2 separate regions of the Mus musculus genome follow, and region 1 is linked to region 2. The links are chromatin contacts, called in public HiChIP or PLAC-seq maps. All regions are on one chromosome and are shown on one strand. The core of a region is the stretch at or near the end of the contact, and the rest is flanking DNA. Distances in the headings are between cores, read along the strand shown. Region 1 holds the start of Pear1 (platelet endothelial aggregation receptor 1). Region 2 overlaps Kirrel (kirre like nephrin family adhesion molecule 1).

Region 1 (6,474 bases), core at 1,274-3,773, 610 kb before region 2:
ATTCACTTACATGACGAATTTTAGTCACGTTTCCCTCCCTATTTCCCTCCTTCATCTCCCTCCCTCCCTCCCTCTCCTATCAGCACTCTTCTTCCTGAAGGAAGCAGTCCCTCTCGACTGACATGTCTTCCTGTTCATGGCCCACTGCATTTAGTTAATTATTTGCCTGCGTGTGGGTGAGAGGTTACTCAGTGGAGCAAGGGTAGCTTAGCAATGTTTACACCACAGTCCACTGTCCCCTTAGGAGGAGCAGGACCCCAGGAAATGCTGAGTTCACGTGTCCAGAGACATCTTTTTGCTGTGGACTCTTTCTGCCTTCCCCCTGCAGTGGTCTCTCAGCCTTGGAGGGGATGCTATAGCTGTCCCAGTTGGGATGATACGTCACCATTACTAATTCTCTGCACTTTGGTTACATGTTTCTGCGTTCACCCATGCCTGCTGCTATATGAAGCTTCCCTGAGCTATTCTCTGGGAATTCTGGGTGTGGACCTGGCCAGTGTTCATCCTCACGGATGATATTAAATAAAGATTGCTTTAACTGAGGGACAGGAAAAGGCTCATGGATGATATTAAATAAAGGTTGCTTTAGCTGAGGGACAGGAAAAGGAAGAGGAGGAGGAGGAGGCAGAGGAGAAAGAGGTAGCAGCTTTTCTGATGAAGGCTGGAGGAATCGCTAATATTGTAATAATGTGGCTATTTAGAAGGCAATCTGATGTGACTGTTTAGCAAAACAGTAGAAGAAACTATTTCTGGGACTCAAGTGTTAAACTTTCTTAGCAGGAATGGGATGTGGGCCGTAGGGCAGAATGCAATCCCAGAAAAAAAAAAGAACATGGAGCAGAACATCTGAGCACAAGTGGAGCCACACATATGTCTCACTTTCTTTCTGCACCTCAGTTGCCCTCATTGGTCATTTAAATGAGAAAGATCAGGTAATTTCCAAGGCTTCAAAAATGATGGGTCTTATGCCGCCTGACCTTGCGTTGGTTTTTACTGCCCTCTGCTGGACATTTTATGGTACCGCAGTCCAACTTCGTATTTCCTTCTCTGAAACACTGTTGCCATCCACTGCACCTGAGCTCTGCCCAGTTTATCATCAGAACAACTGTTAAACAGCATTGCCTGTCTCTCACCTGGATTATAATAATAATAATATTAGTAATTATTATATATCAGTATTATACACAATATTAGTAAGTATTATACACAAACAGCTTGGAACCACAATATCCAAGAATCAGGAATTGTCAGGACACAGCAATCCTGTTCTTGAATAGCCCAGTGCTGTCACCTGCTGTAGTAGAGAACACCCAACGGCCCAGAAACTTTATGGTGAGGGGAAGAAGATGGACATACGTGAGTACATACTCTATGATGACATTTACACGGATATTCTAGAAATATAAACTACAGAAAGCAAATCAAAACTTTCGTGGGGTTTGGGCTAGGGGTGAGGACGGAATCTGCGTCCTTACTGTAGCCTAGAGTAGGTACACTGGGGGAGATGGACTTTAAAACATTAGATTGACTTCTGTTGCAGGGGAGGGAATATGTACCATGCTATGGCACTGTTGTGGGCATAGATGACAAGTTTTGGGATTTGATTCTCACCTTCTACCATGTGGGTCCCTGGGTTCAACCTCAGGTCATCAGGCTTGGTGGCAAGCGCGTTACACCCCCTCGACCCCTCCCTGAGCCATCTCTCCATCCCCAGAGAGGGACATTTTAAACCACACTTTTATTGGGATGAACACATTTGTCTAAGCCAATGAAACAGCATGCTAAGTAGAATAAGCTAGATGTGGAAGGTCGGAGGCCGGAGCTGAGGTACATATAGCCTAACTTCACGATGGCTACCAGGGCCAGGGGATGCAGACTGAGTTTCAGTTTGGGATGAGGAGAAAGCTCTGGAAATTGACAGTAGCAAAGGTTTCGTATATGTGAAATACTTTATGCCACCGAACTGTATACTTAACATTTGTTGAAAGGATGTGTTTTATATTGTGTATGTTTTGCCACGATAAAGTTTTGGAACATTATTCATCAAGCCAAGTGGGCTTATTTTTATTATATGTCAATCACTCTTAAATAAAGGTGTCCCTGCTGTTTAGAATTCAACCTAGGGCCTGCAGCATAAGCCACACTCCCCCAGGCCCAAGTTGTCTTTGTTCTGAGACCTGACTGTGGTAGGTCGCTGAGTTCTTCGGAGCAAGCTGATGAGCAAGATCTGCTTTCTTTATGTAGCAGAATCCTGCTTCAACTCTTGCAAAGGTCCCAAAGATCTGACCGCGCAGGCAGGGTGCCCCTCCCCTGAAGGCCGCCAGGGGGCGCCGCCGGGCAGGAAAGAGGGGCGTCGGGTGGACCGCGACGCCGGGAGCCGGGGCTGTCAGGTTGGGCGGCTCTCCCCGTCCACTTCGCAGACAGGCGTGCGGAGGGCTGACCCCACCCGGCCGGGCTCCAGCCTCCCCGCGCGGACTTCCTGCCTGGGCGCGGGCGGAGGCCCACCCCCTTCCTGCCCGCGCAGCCAGCTCTGTCGGCCAGCAGGACCCGTCGGTACAACACGCCGCTCTGAGCTCCGAGCTCCGAGCCCCGAGGCAGGTGAGTGACCTGCCCTGGGCTCTGGAGCCCGAGACCGCTGGGCTGAAACCTGAAGAGAGGAAAGGAGGAGATGGAGTGGGGACTCCTGTGTGTGTGTGTGTGTGTGTTCCGTCTAAGTGGAAAGAGAAGAGAAAGGAGAAAGGAGAGAGTTAGGGGAAGAGAAGAAAGTGAGATCTAAGTAGAGAAAGCCGCCTAAGTGAAAAGAGAGAGAGAGAGGAGAGAAAGAAGAGAGCGAGCAGAGAGGGAGAGGGAGACCTAACTAAGTAGAAAAAGAAAGCTGCGTAGCTCTGAGGATAAGGAGCTAGGATGGGGACCAGCCTGGGAGAGCTCTCTTCTCGCCCTGAGGAAGGCAGCCTGCAAGTCTCCTGGATTCCAGTGTGCTGTTTGCTAGTGTAGAACCATGGTGGTGGTACCGAAGCCCTGAAAAGCAACCCTAAACCTTGTCTTCCCTCTATCCCCCAATTTCTTCTTTCTGGGAGGACCAACAAAACACAGTTGCCTGCCTGTCTCCTCCTATGTCTCGCGGAGAAAGACCCTGTTTAGTGTTCATAGTGTTGCCCCCTACCCCTGCCCAGGGAAGAGATTGGATTTGCGTGTCCTTTCCCATCTTGTAGGGGAGAGGTCAGCCATAGGCACCTACAGTCTCTGAGGCTTGTTTATTGTTGTTTTTTTGTTTGTTTTTCTTTTTCCTGGATGATGTGGGCCCATAGCCAGGCTGATAGTGTGAGCCCTGGGGCCCGGGAACCCAAGCTCCATCCAGCAAGGCCTCCCTCACTTCGCATCCCTGTTTCCAGCCTCTAGCCACGGACTCGTGACTCCTTGTTTTGGACTTTTAGTAGAGCCTGCTGCCCCAGCTGGGGACGGTGACCCCTGGTCCCCGGAGACTGGAACAGCGTGTGCTGGTTGAAGTTCCCAGGCTCAGCCAGGCCTTAGCTCTAGGCAGGGCCGGATAAGGGGTCAGTTCTCAACCCCTGCCTATGCTAGGCCTAGGGGGTTGGAGGCTGTTCTCCAAACCCAACTCCAGCCCACAGTACAGTGCCCTACCTCTGGCTGTGTGTGCATGGGTGAGATGGGTGTGGGCTGGCCTCCCACCTGCCAGCCTACCCTGCTTGGCTGCTCTTCCAAAACCTGCCCCCTCCCTGGCTTGCCTTTTTCTTCTCAGTGAAGGGTGAAGTGGGAGGGTTGGCTTCTGCTTCTCCACTCCATTCCAACATGCCCTATCAGACAACCCAGAAGAGGAAACCCTCCCCAGGCAGCCTGCTCCACCAGCGAGAAACCCAGAGAAAGATAGTTGCCACAGCCACTGTATGTGGCTTCTCTGAGGAAACTCCAGCTTGGAACAGGATGATGGCTCCTGGTACCTGCCCTGTGGGGCAGCCAGCGTGTGGGGTGGGGTGGGGGGAGCTAGCAGAAAGGCAGGAGGAGAGAGGATGGACAGACATAAACACAGACGCAGGCCAATGCAGACACACAGACTTGGCAAAACAAGGCCTGGGGAGAGAACTGTGCATATGGAGCTTGAGAACAAAGATGCCAGGTCGAGGAGAGGCCATGAGGGTGGAAGGAAGGGCACACAGAGTCTGCCTGAGGCCTGGTCTGAACCCCTGCTGTGCTGTAGCTTGTATGAAGAATGGCAAAATACCCACCTAGGGCAAAATACCCACCTAGTGGTGTAATCGCTAAGAGGAGGAAAAGGCTAGCCCTCCCTGTGTTTCCCTCATGTTACACACCTGCATGTCGCCTGAGAGTGACCTGCAAGCAGGACCGTGAGTGTGGGCACCTCTCCCTTCCTGTGGTTGCATCTGGGACTCAGTCCCTGTGTTTGGGAGGATTTGTGGACCATGATGGGCACTGTCCCAGGCCCGAGGGGGCAGGATGAGGACTCACATCTGCTCCACACCTGCTTCCTGCTAGGTGACTCGGAGCCTTGCATGTCTGTCCTCCGTTCAGACCGCTGTAAGAACTGGCCCCTTATCCCAGTCACCAGCTGGGAAGGTGGAGGGCGATCCTGAGGAGGTCCTGATCCAGGCCAGCATGACAGGTGGAGAGCCATCTTTCAGTTTGTGCTTAGTCTTTCTGCATTCCGCCTTTTTTCTTTTTCTTTCTTTCTTTTTTAAGATTTATTTATTTTATGTGAGTACACTGTCACTGTCTTCAGACACACCAGAAAAGGGCATCAGATCCCATAACAGATGGTTGTGAGCCACCATGCGGTTGCTGGGAATTGAACTCAGAACCTCTGGAAGAGCAAGCAGTCAGTGCTCTTAACCACGGAGCCATCTCTCCAGCCCTCCACCTTTGTTTTTACCAGTCACTCTGCACTGTGTCTGGGGCTTTGGGAGGTCTGATGGGGAGCAGAAGAAAGGACCACAGCCATTACACTCAGTTCAGTGTGTCCACCTGTCCCTGCCACACAGCTGCTGTGGGTGCTGGCTGGTACCAGATGTGTGGTGAAGAGCCTTGCCCAAGGCAAGTCTGACATGGTGGCAGACAGTTGTTGATAAGCGTTACAAGCCAGCTAGGTGGTCAAGGTCCAGAGCTCCATTCCTAGCACCACCAAGCAAGCCTAGACCAGTGAAAGAGCCCTGTGTCCCAGGGATGGTCTTCAAGGAAACCTTGGACTATGCCAGTGTTGGAGAGTGATGCACAGGGTGGGTCTCACAGAGACTGAGAGCACAGGCTAGGGAGTGTAGCTGCCATAGAAGGCTGTCCCTCAGCCCCTCCCTAGACAGCAGTGTTCTGCTCTCAGCCCTGGAGTGGCCGAAGTTAGCTCTGCTTGTTCCCAGAGGAGGCACAAGGCTACTGACTGGCTGGGTCATTTCCCTGTGTCGGGGGGAGCGTCCCACTTGGAGCCGGCTTCTGAGTAGAGCTATAGGTAACAGACAGAGCCATTGGGGGGGGGGGCTTGCCTTTTTAAGCCTAGAGGGCAGGGAGGGAAGGTGAGGCTTGAGTTTGGGGAGTTTCTTGGTTGAGTCTGGTCTCGAAGGCTGAGAGGGACCAGACATTCTGAGGAGGCTTGAGCAGAGGCAGCTGCACAGTGAGAGGCATGTGGGACCCTTGGCTTCAGTGAATGTCACAGGGCCAGATGGGTGTTACTGGCCTTTCCTGTAATGGGGGTCCACAGAAGATGGTGGAAGCAAGCAGGAGCCAGAGCAGAACTGCACTTTGTGAAAAAAAAAATTCTCTGTATGTAGCCCAGGCTGTCCTGGAATGAATTATCCTCCTATCTCAGCCTCCTGAGTGTTGGGATTAAAGGTAAAAGTCATCTTGCCCTGCCAGAATTGTACTTTCTGAAGGTAATGTCTGGGTGGTGGTAAGGCAGGCAGGCTAGTGGGGTAGCTATTCTCCAGACTTGTCTCAATCTGGTGGCCAGACACAGCCCTTGGGCAACACGTTTTACAAAGATCGTCCTATCCCCTTATTAGTGAAAGGGGCCACCTCTCCCCAGGTGGCAGTCAGGGCTGGAGCTGGGGCGGAGACTGGCTTAGATCTGAGTCAGAACCCTGCTGGTTCTCTATTTCCTGATGAGTAAACAAGGCCTATGGTAGACCCTCTGGCCTCCGCTTCCTGAGCCAGCAGCGGGCCAGCCTCTCACCCTGCTCTGCCCCAGCCTCTAGTCAGCCTCTCTCAGGCTTCCGGCCCCTCCATCCGGCAGACATGCCTGGCGTGCCGGAGCCTGGTTCAGCTGGGTGAATGAAGGAGGGGCCCCGTGTTTGAATGTGCTCATGAAGACTTTGTGGTGTGAGGTGCCACTGGGTGGTCAAGGCTGGCAGTGCTAGCTCTGCTGTGGGGAGAATGTGGAGGTCTGGGTTGGGGTCTCACTCCTGGCTGGGAAGGACTACATGAGCCTGGCTCAGCGATAAAGGCAACTCAAGA
Region 2 (6,870 bases), core at 3,553-6,052:
CTCTGGGGACTGCAGTGCTCATCCGTCTCTGCCCTTCTCAAACCCATTCGACAAAATTGGGATGGTATTGAAATAAATGGGCCCTGCAGCCAGCCACCCTCTTCAAGATGGAGGCTCTTAAATCTGGGCTAGAAATCTCTAGCAAATGCCATTAGTTTTCCAGGAGATAATACTACTGCTTCACTCTGGGTCTGAGCCCTGGGAAGGTGCTGTCAGAATCTCCCAGAATACCATGGGGTCTGGGTTTTTGAGTCAGAGAAGGGATAGCAGAATTCTGAGTCTCATGTGGCACTCAAGGCCCAGTGGGGCTATTTCAGGAAGCGATTCTACGTGTGTTATCTCTCTCCCCAGCTTCCTAACTTGGCTTAAGAATAATAAATTCTTCTTTAGGACAGGATTGCTTGTTCTCTCTGACCTGCATTTCCTTCTGAGGCAATATGAGGAGTATATCCTAACCGGAGGCTGTGGAGAAAATGCAGAATTAGTTATTTCCCTCACCAGGAATGTTCAGTCACTCATGGCTTCATGATCAGAACGGTATAGCCATGTATGGAATAATGGTGGCAAGGCCTTCAGAGAGATGCGTCATTAGGTACTTTCTTCAGCTGGGTCAACATCACAGCGTACGTAGCACAATCCTATTGCTAGGCGGTAGAATCTTGTGCTTCCTTAGGGGTAGGCATTTTCTCACTGACCCCAAGCATCATTACGGGACTGGAATGAAGCCTAGTGGTTGAGCGCATGCTAATGTGCAAGCCCCACCTGCACTCAGCCTTCAGCACCACCAATAGAACCATACTGCGAGAAAGCATGTGGATAGATTGCATACTACAAGATGAGTAAGTTACTCTCTCTACTCCTAAGGGTCTTTATCTTTTATGTGAAATTATTCAACTCCATTGGCCTCAGTTTCTTCTTCCACAAAATGGGGACAACTAATTTAAAAAAAAAACTAGTATAATTACTTGGAAAATGGGTACAAATTATGTGGAATAATTTAAAAAATTATAATATGTAGTTTCTTCTTATCTAGATACTAAAACCCCCAAACATACCACACACACTATGCCCAGTGTGTGTGTGTATGTGTGTGTGTGTGTGTGTGTGTGTGTGTGTGTGTGTGTGTGTGTGTGTGTTTCTGTGTAGGTTTGTAGGTTGGTATTAAGTTGCTGCTATAGTAGCGTGAAGGCCAGAGCTGGAGGATTTTAGCAGAGAGGAGTTTGGGCTACAGTGATTTCGACAGCTCCCTGGGAGATGTGGTCTTAGAGCTAGGGATGGATATGTATGTAGCAAGCAGAGAAAGAAAACCCCATAGGTCCACCTTCCCAAGTCAAGGTGTGTGGCTGGCAGGCAGGCAGGAGCAGGAAGACTTTGGAGTGAGGTGGGGGCTCGGAGGATATAGTCTGGGAAGAGGCAGACCTGCTGAGATGAGCTCAAGCCAGAGACTGCTAACTAAACCCTGAGGACTGGCTGGTTCAAAGACAGCTCTCGAAGCCAGCTGGACTTTATTCTTTTCTTTCTTAATTTTCTTCTTATTGTTTTTGTTGTTGTTGTTTGGTTGTTTTGTTTTGTTTAGCTCTGGCTGACCTGGAACTAGCTTTGTAGACCAGGCTGGCCCCAAACTCTGCCTGTCTCTGCCTCCAGAGTGCTGGGATTAAAAGCGTGCGCCACCACTGCTGACTGCTTTGTTCTGTTGATATGTCTCACCTTGTAGCTCATGTAGGCTGCCTCTGCCTCTTGCGTCTTGAGCCTTCTGAGTTTTAAACAGAGTGTGTTGAAAACAAGTCATGGTCTTTATATCTTTCTCCATCAAATTTTCCCCTCCTCCAAACTCCTAACCTGCGAGGGCTGCTGTAGAGATTTGTAGCCCCTATGGTAAAATAAAAAGTAATAAAGTAAAATGTGCAAATGAAATAAAGATCAATTTGACTAGGTGAAAGTGAACAGAAACCATTATGAACGTGTCATTGGAAGTCCCCAGTCTGTGACCTGGGTTTGGAGCCTGGAAGTGGGGGTGCTCTTGGAGAGTCCTTTGGCATGTGGTAAAACTCTCTGGAAGCAAGGTTCAGCAGAGAGAAGGCAGAGGGCCTTCTTACCCAGATACCTGGAGTTGAGTCCGAGCCATTTGTCTTTGTCCACTCTGAGCCTGGGCATAGTCTATATTGTCCAGGGTTGAGAGAAACACCAGGTTTAGACTTTCCCGGGCAGTCTCAGACTGTGTCTGCAGCCCTAACACTGGTTACTTAGGGATAGAGCAGCTCAGAATTTCTTAGGGCCTCAGCAGGGAGGTGAGCTTCCTGGGATTTCAGTGGGAACCTCCTCAGAGAGGCCCTGGCAAGGAGACAGGGGAAACAAGCACTGGCTGGTGTGTGTATGTGTGTGTGTGTGTGTGTGTGTGTGTGTGTGTGTGTGTGTGTGTGTGTGTGTGTGTGTGTGTGGTGATCCTAGGCCTGGGGATTAGAAGGTGAGATTTAGTCCTGTCCTTGAGGCACTCCCAGCCTGCCGTGGGAGGTGCATCTATAAACACATACAGACAGTCCTGCAAAGCAGAGGTTGCAAGAGAAGTATGTGAAAAATGCTGGGAGTCTGACTTTCCTGCTGGATGCTTGAAGCTGGGAGTACATGGTGGGAAGTGGCTGTACCGCTCGTTCGCTTGCTCGCTGTGCCTGCAGCTGCGCTGGAGCGCTGGGCAGCTAGATGTCCTGTCTCTGGAGAGTCCTCGTGCCCCTGCTCCAGACAGAAGGAGCCAAGGACTCCCCAGGATCGAACCTTCCTTCTGCCTGAGGATTTTGATTTGTAAGAACAAAGGCAGTTTGTGGAAAACACCCTTTCCTCAAGTCTCCCAACCTCTTGTGTCCACTTTCCTCTCCCCAGCCCCCGCTCCTGCCCAGCAGAGCTGATTTCTAAATTAACTTTCTCCTAATCAGCTCAGCTGAGGTTTTATTATTATTCCCCCTCCCCGAATTCTCCATGCACAGCCTGGGGCCCTATGTGCTCCATTACCCAACATTGCCCCACCATGAGGCCCTTTTAACTGTTTCTTCCCACATTCTGTTCATTTAACTGGGAGCTTATTATAGGGAAGGAAGAGATGGCCAGAGGGACTGAAAACAGAGTGGAGCAGGAGAAGGCATTTTCTAAGCAATGAAAACCCAGAGCTGGGCATGCTGGCTGCTCTTAGAAAAATGGAAGTTTTCTTCTTCTTCATTTTTAAGCAACCGAGGACTTCCTGCCTAGACCATGGGATGCTTCCTCTATGACCTCCAGCCCCAGGATCTTACCCACTGCTCTGTGGATCTGTCCCACCTCACCTCCCAACTCCTTCAGGAAATCTGCCACCTGGACTGCATTGTGGGATGGGGTCCCCAGTGTCCCCACAAAGGCCCCTCCCCTCCATGCTCACTGTGGCTATGCTGACAAAGTAGGCACCATTCAGTGCCAGCACTGGCTACTTTGTGGATGATGCTGGCCTTGATGCGCCTCTCTCCCTACAAACACCTGGGGACATCACTCATCCCTGGTCAGTTAGTGGAGTGAGCGTGCAATCTCATTTTAATGCTAGTATGAGCCAGAGATAACTAGAAGGGAATACTCACCTCTGCAAACTATTATGATGCCTGGCCCAGGCAAGTGGGAATGACTTTTGGACTGTCTGTACCACTCTTGTGCTCTGTTTATGCAGCGCACGGAGAAATTGGTAATATTTGCATAAGAGGGTTTTGCACACACTTTCAATTTCACTCCTGGGTCATGATGTAACACAGCTTACTCTGTAAAAACAGGTAACCGAGAGTCTCCTAGGATACCACCACTTAACCAGGGGACTATAGGAGTATTAAGCCTTTTTTGCCAGAGTTGGGCACTGTGTGCCCCTTAGAGCCTTGGCTTGCTTCCTTGGCTATAAAGTGCAGATGGTTGTCCCTGCCCCCCAGGGTGACTGTGACAATTTGAATGACATGATGTCGAAAGCAGAGGGTTTGGTGCTCACCAAACCTTTTAGCAAAGCACAGTGCTTGATTTTTCGAGGTTCACAGTGCAAGACAAATCTGAAGAGGGGGACAGAGGGAGAGAGGAGCCATGATGAGCCAAATGCCTTAGTGGTGCCGAGGAAGTGAGCTTGGGAGGCAACCAATGATGTGATTCCTGCACTTTGTACTCTGAGGTTTCAGGGATGGGGGACCCTGGGGTGGGGCTGGGCGTGTCACCCTGCTTTAGAATTCAGTCTGTATTCTGTGTCAGGAGACTGAGTGGTCTTTTACCCTTTGTAAGCTGCGGTTTCCTCATCACATACTTGTAGCCAATCTGCATCCTATAAGAGGCGTTGCAGGACCGTAAGCTTGGGTGTTAACTGCAGAAGCATCAGCTCTTTACGGTAGGACAAGAGTTTCAAGCTTCGAAGGACCCCTGGAAAAGAGATTGTGCCTTGGCCAGAGATTCCCTGGTAGTGTTGCTGCTGCAGGATCCTATTGAGGTGTGAGAGGGAGGATGCTTTTGTTTGTCTTCTACAGGGAATCAAGGGAGAACAAAATTCCGTGGCCGAGCTTGCTTTTAAAACAGTTTGGCTGGGAGGCTGCTTCGGAGGCATTGATGTGCTAGTTTTAGGAAAGCAGAAGTGGGAGCCTCCTTACCCCTGAGGCTGATCCCTCGGGGCTCTCCCTGCCACCTGCCCAACTCCAGCCCCACCCCCTTGCCAGATCTTCCCATACTTCCTGCTTCAGAGTTGAAAGCCCCAGACTGCATGTTGCTGGAAACTCTCCCATGCCTGAGCCATCATTTCCACTCTTTTTTTTTTTTTTTTAATTTTGTTTTTGAGTTTTCATGATTCATCATAGGAGGTTTGAGAGAAACATTTTGACAGAGCTTCTAGCTATAACCTTGCCCTTACTGGCTTTAGCTTGAAAATTGGATCGTGAACAAGATGTGTGACCGAGAAGGAAGAGAGGCTATGGCTTATCTGGATGTGGCTTGGGGGAGCAGTGGGTACCGGCTCTGTACGGGCCAGTTTCTCACTCCTGCATAAGAGATGCTCAACCTACAGACCCCTCTCAATTGTCTCCTGGCTTCTTTTTTTTTGTTTTGTTTCTAGACAGTGTTTCCTTGTGTAGTCCTAGTTGTCCTGGAACTCACCCTGTAGACCAGGCTGGCCTTGAACTCAAAGAGATCTGCGTGCCTCTGCCCCCTGAGGACAGGGATTAAAGGCATGTGCCACCACTGGCAGCCTCCCACTGCCTCTGTGGAAGAGTCCTGTCTACTAGCGGACTGGCACCCCACTAATTCTCTTGTTTGCTCCTATACCCCAGAAAACAAGTTCATGCAGCTCTCTGCAAGTGCAAGGGTAACCAGCAGAATCAGCCTGGGGAGCTTGCAAGATACAAACAAGGAGGAGTGAGAGCCATGAGGTTTGGCGTCCTGGGACAGAAAGAACTTGAGGTCAGGAATGCAAAACAGTGGTGTGGTGATCCTCTAAGAACACTGTCTTCAGATTCCCAAGATGCCTCTCTTGAGGCTGGACGGATTGAATGAATTTGGAAATCAGTGTTTGGCCCCTTTTTGAAGAGAAAGGAATTTTATTAGCGTTGTCCGCTCTCAGACCTGACAGTAGCAAATAGGAAGTTCTTTGTGTCCAACCTGAATCTTTCCTGCTCCTGCATGGAAACTATAATTAGAGGTTGAAACCAAATGCATCTATAGCACTCTCTATATATGGATAAATAATTTTTCTCCAACAGTTTATTTCTTCAAACTTCATGACATGCTTCCTTTATTCAGAAGCAAGACCTGAGAGATCAGAGTTAAGACTCTCCCAGGCTCCAGGGACACCAAGAAGTTCTCTTTAAGGGTCTGACTGAGGTTGTCACTCTATGGGGTCTTTGGCCAAGACTCAGCACTAGGACCTCCCACTAACTGTAGGTATAGCTTGAGGGCCTCTTTATCTTCCTCTGAGTGGTCAGGCTGAGAAAGGAGCCTGGTTATTAGGTAAAGAACCTGGAAAGGTGGGGGGGGGGGCAGGGTGAGCCCATTCATGACCAGGTCTCCTGACGTCAGGAGTGTCCTCAACCCAACTTTGCCTGTGTGGCTCTCCCATGTTACTGATGTGTCTATTGAGCACGTATTGTGAAGAAGATGGAGAGAGATGCTGGAGCGGAGTCATGGCCAGTTAGGAAGATGACCCTGGGAGGCCTGGAGAGAAAACAGCCAGGAACAGTGGGACCAGCTGGGGCAGGAGATAGAGGGCAGGACTTGAGAGAAAGGTAAAGGAGCCTGACTACCTGGTAGGAGAGTCTAGCGGGAGAAACGGAGGCCCAGGGAGGTCTTCCTGATTAGGGGTGTGAGGTTAGAACCTCTGAGGCCTGACCACTGTGGTGTGGTCATGTCAGCTGTGGCCCCTACAAGCATCTATATCTGCAGCCTGTGTGATATACTTCTCCACTGCTGTGTGTGGTAAGCAACCCCTACTCCTTTAAGGATGGGATGAGATGTCAGTCCTTCAAGAGGAAGGGCTGGGCCTCTGTGGAAGAGGACTACAGTGAGCCCTAGGGTAACCTGGTTCCCTTTTTCAAGGATAGAGAGGCCAGACAGCCAGGGCCTAGAGGCCCACAAACGTTTGCCTGTGCTGTGTTGCCTGGCTTGGGACAGTGAGTGCAGCCTGCTCTGTGGCTGTCCTCCAGCAACCCTGCTAGCCCCAGTCTCCAGCTCAGCTCTCCCTGTCCCTGGATAGGTGTTCTCAGCTCTCTTAATCCTGCTGTCCTCTGTCTGTCACTAGGCAAGAATGCATGGCTCTCCTGAAGCATTTGGTGCTTAATAATTTGTGGATTACAGCTAACTCTCGATAAAGATTCCCCTAATTGCTTGGCTCACCTCAGGTTCTAT

The links. HiChIP or PLAC-seq counts read pairs in DNA pulled down with a chosen protein or histone mark.
Region 1: an H3K27ac HiChIP or PLAC-seq map of large pre-B cells shows a contact between it and region 2, with 2.4 times the contacts expected there. The contact joins the promoter of Pear1 here to the enhancer-like site in region 2. A contact is called at or near these places in 4 of 115 datasets of contacts at active chromatin or transcription factors (embryonic stem cells, large pre-B cells and pancreatic cancer cells).

The regions. Positions count from the first base shown.
Region 1 is chr3:87,765,002-87,771,475 of GRCm38.p6, reverse strand. It overlaps Pear1 (platelet endothelial aggregation receptor 1), which reads left to right and starts at 2,523. Exons shown (of 25, transcript NM_152799.2): 1 at 2,523-2,598.
Region 2 is chr3:87,161,138-87,168,007 of GRCm38.p6, reverse strand. The region is part of intron 1 of Kirrel (kirre like nephrin family adhesion molecule 1); the gene reads left to right. Among named protein-coding and RNA genes, the nearest start is that of Kirrel, 10 kb to the left of the region's middle. Within about 2 kb of position 4,802, at least 46 of the 459 cell types and tissues checked have an H3K27ac peak or open chromatin away from gene starts, as enhancers often do.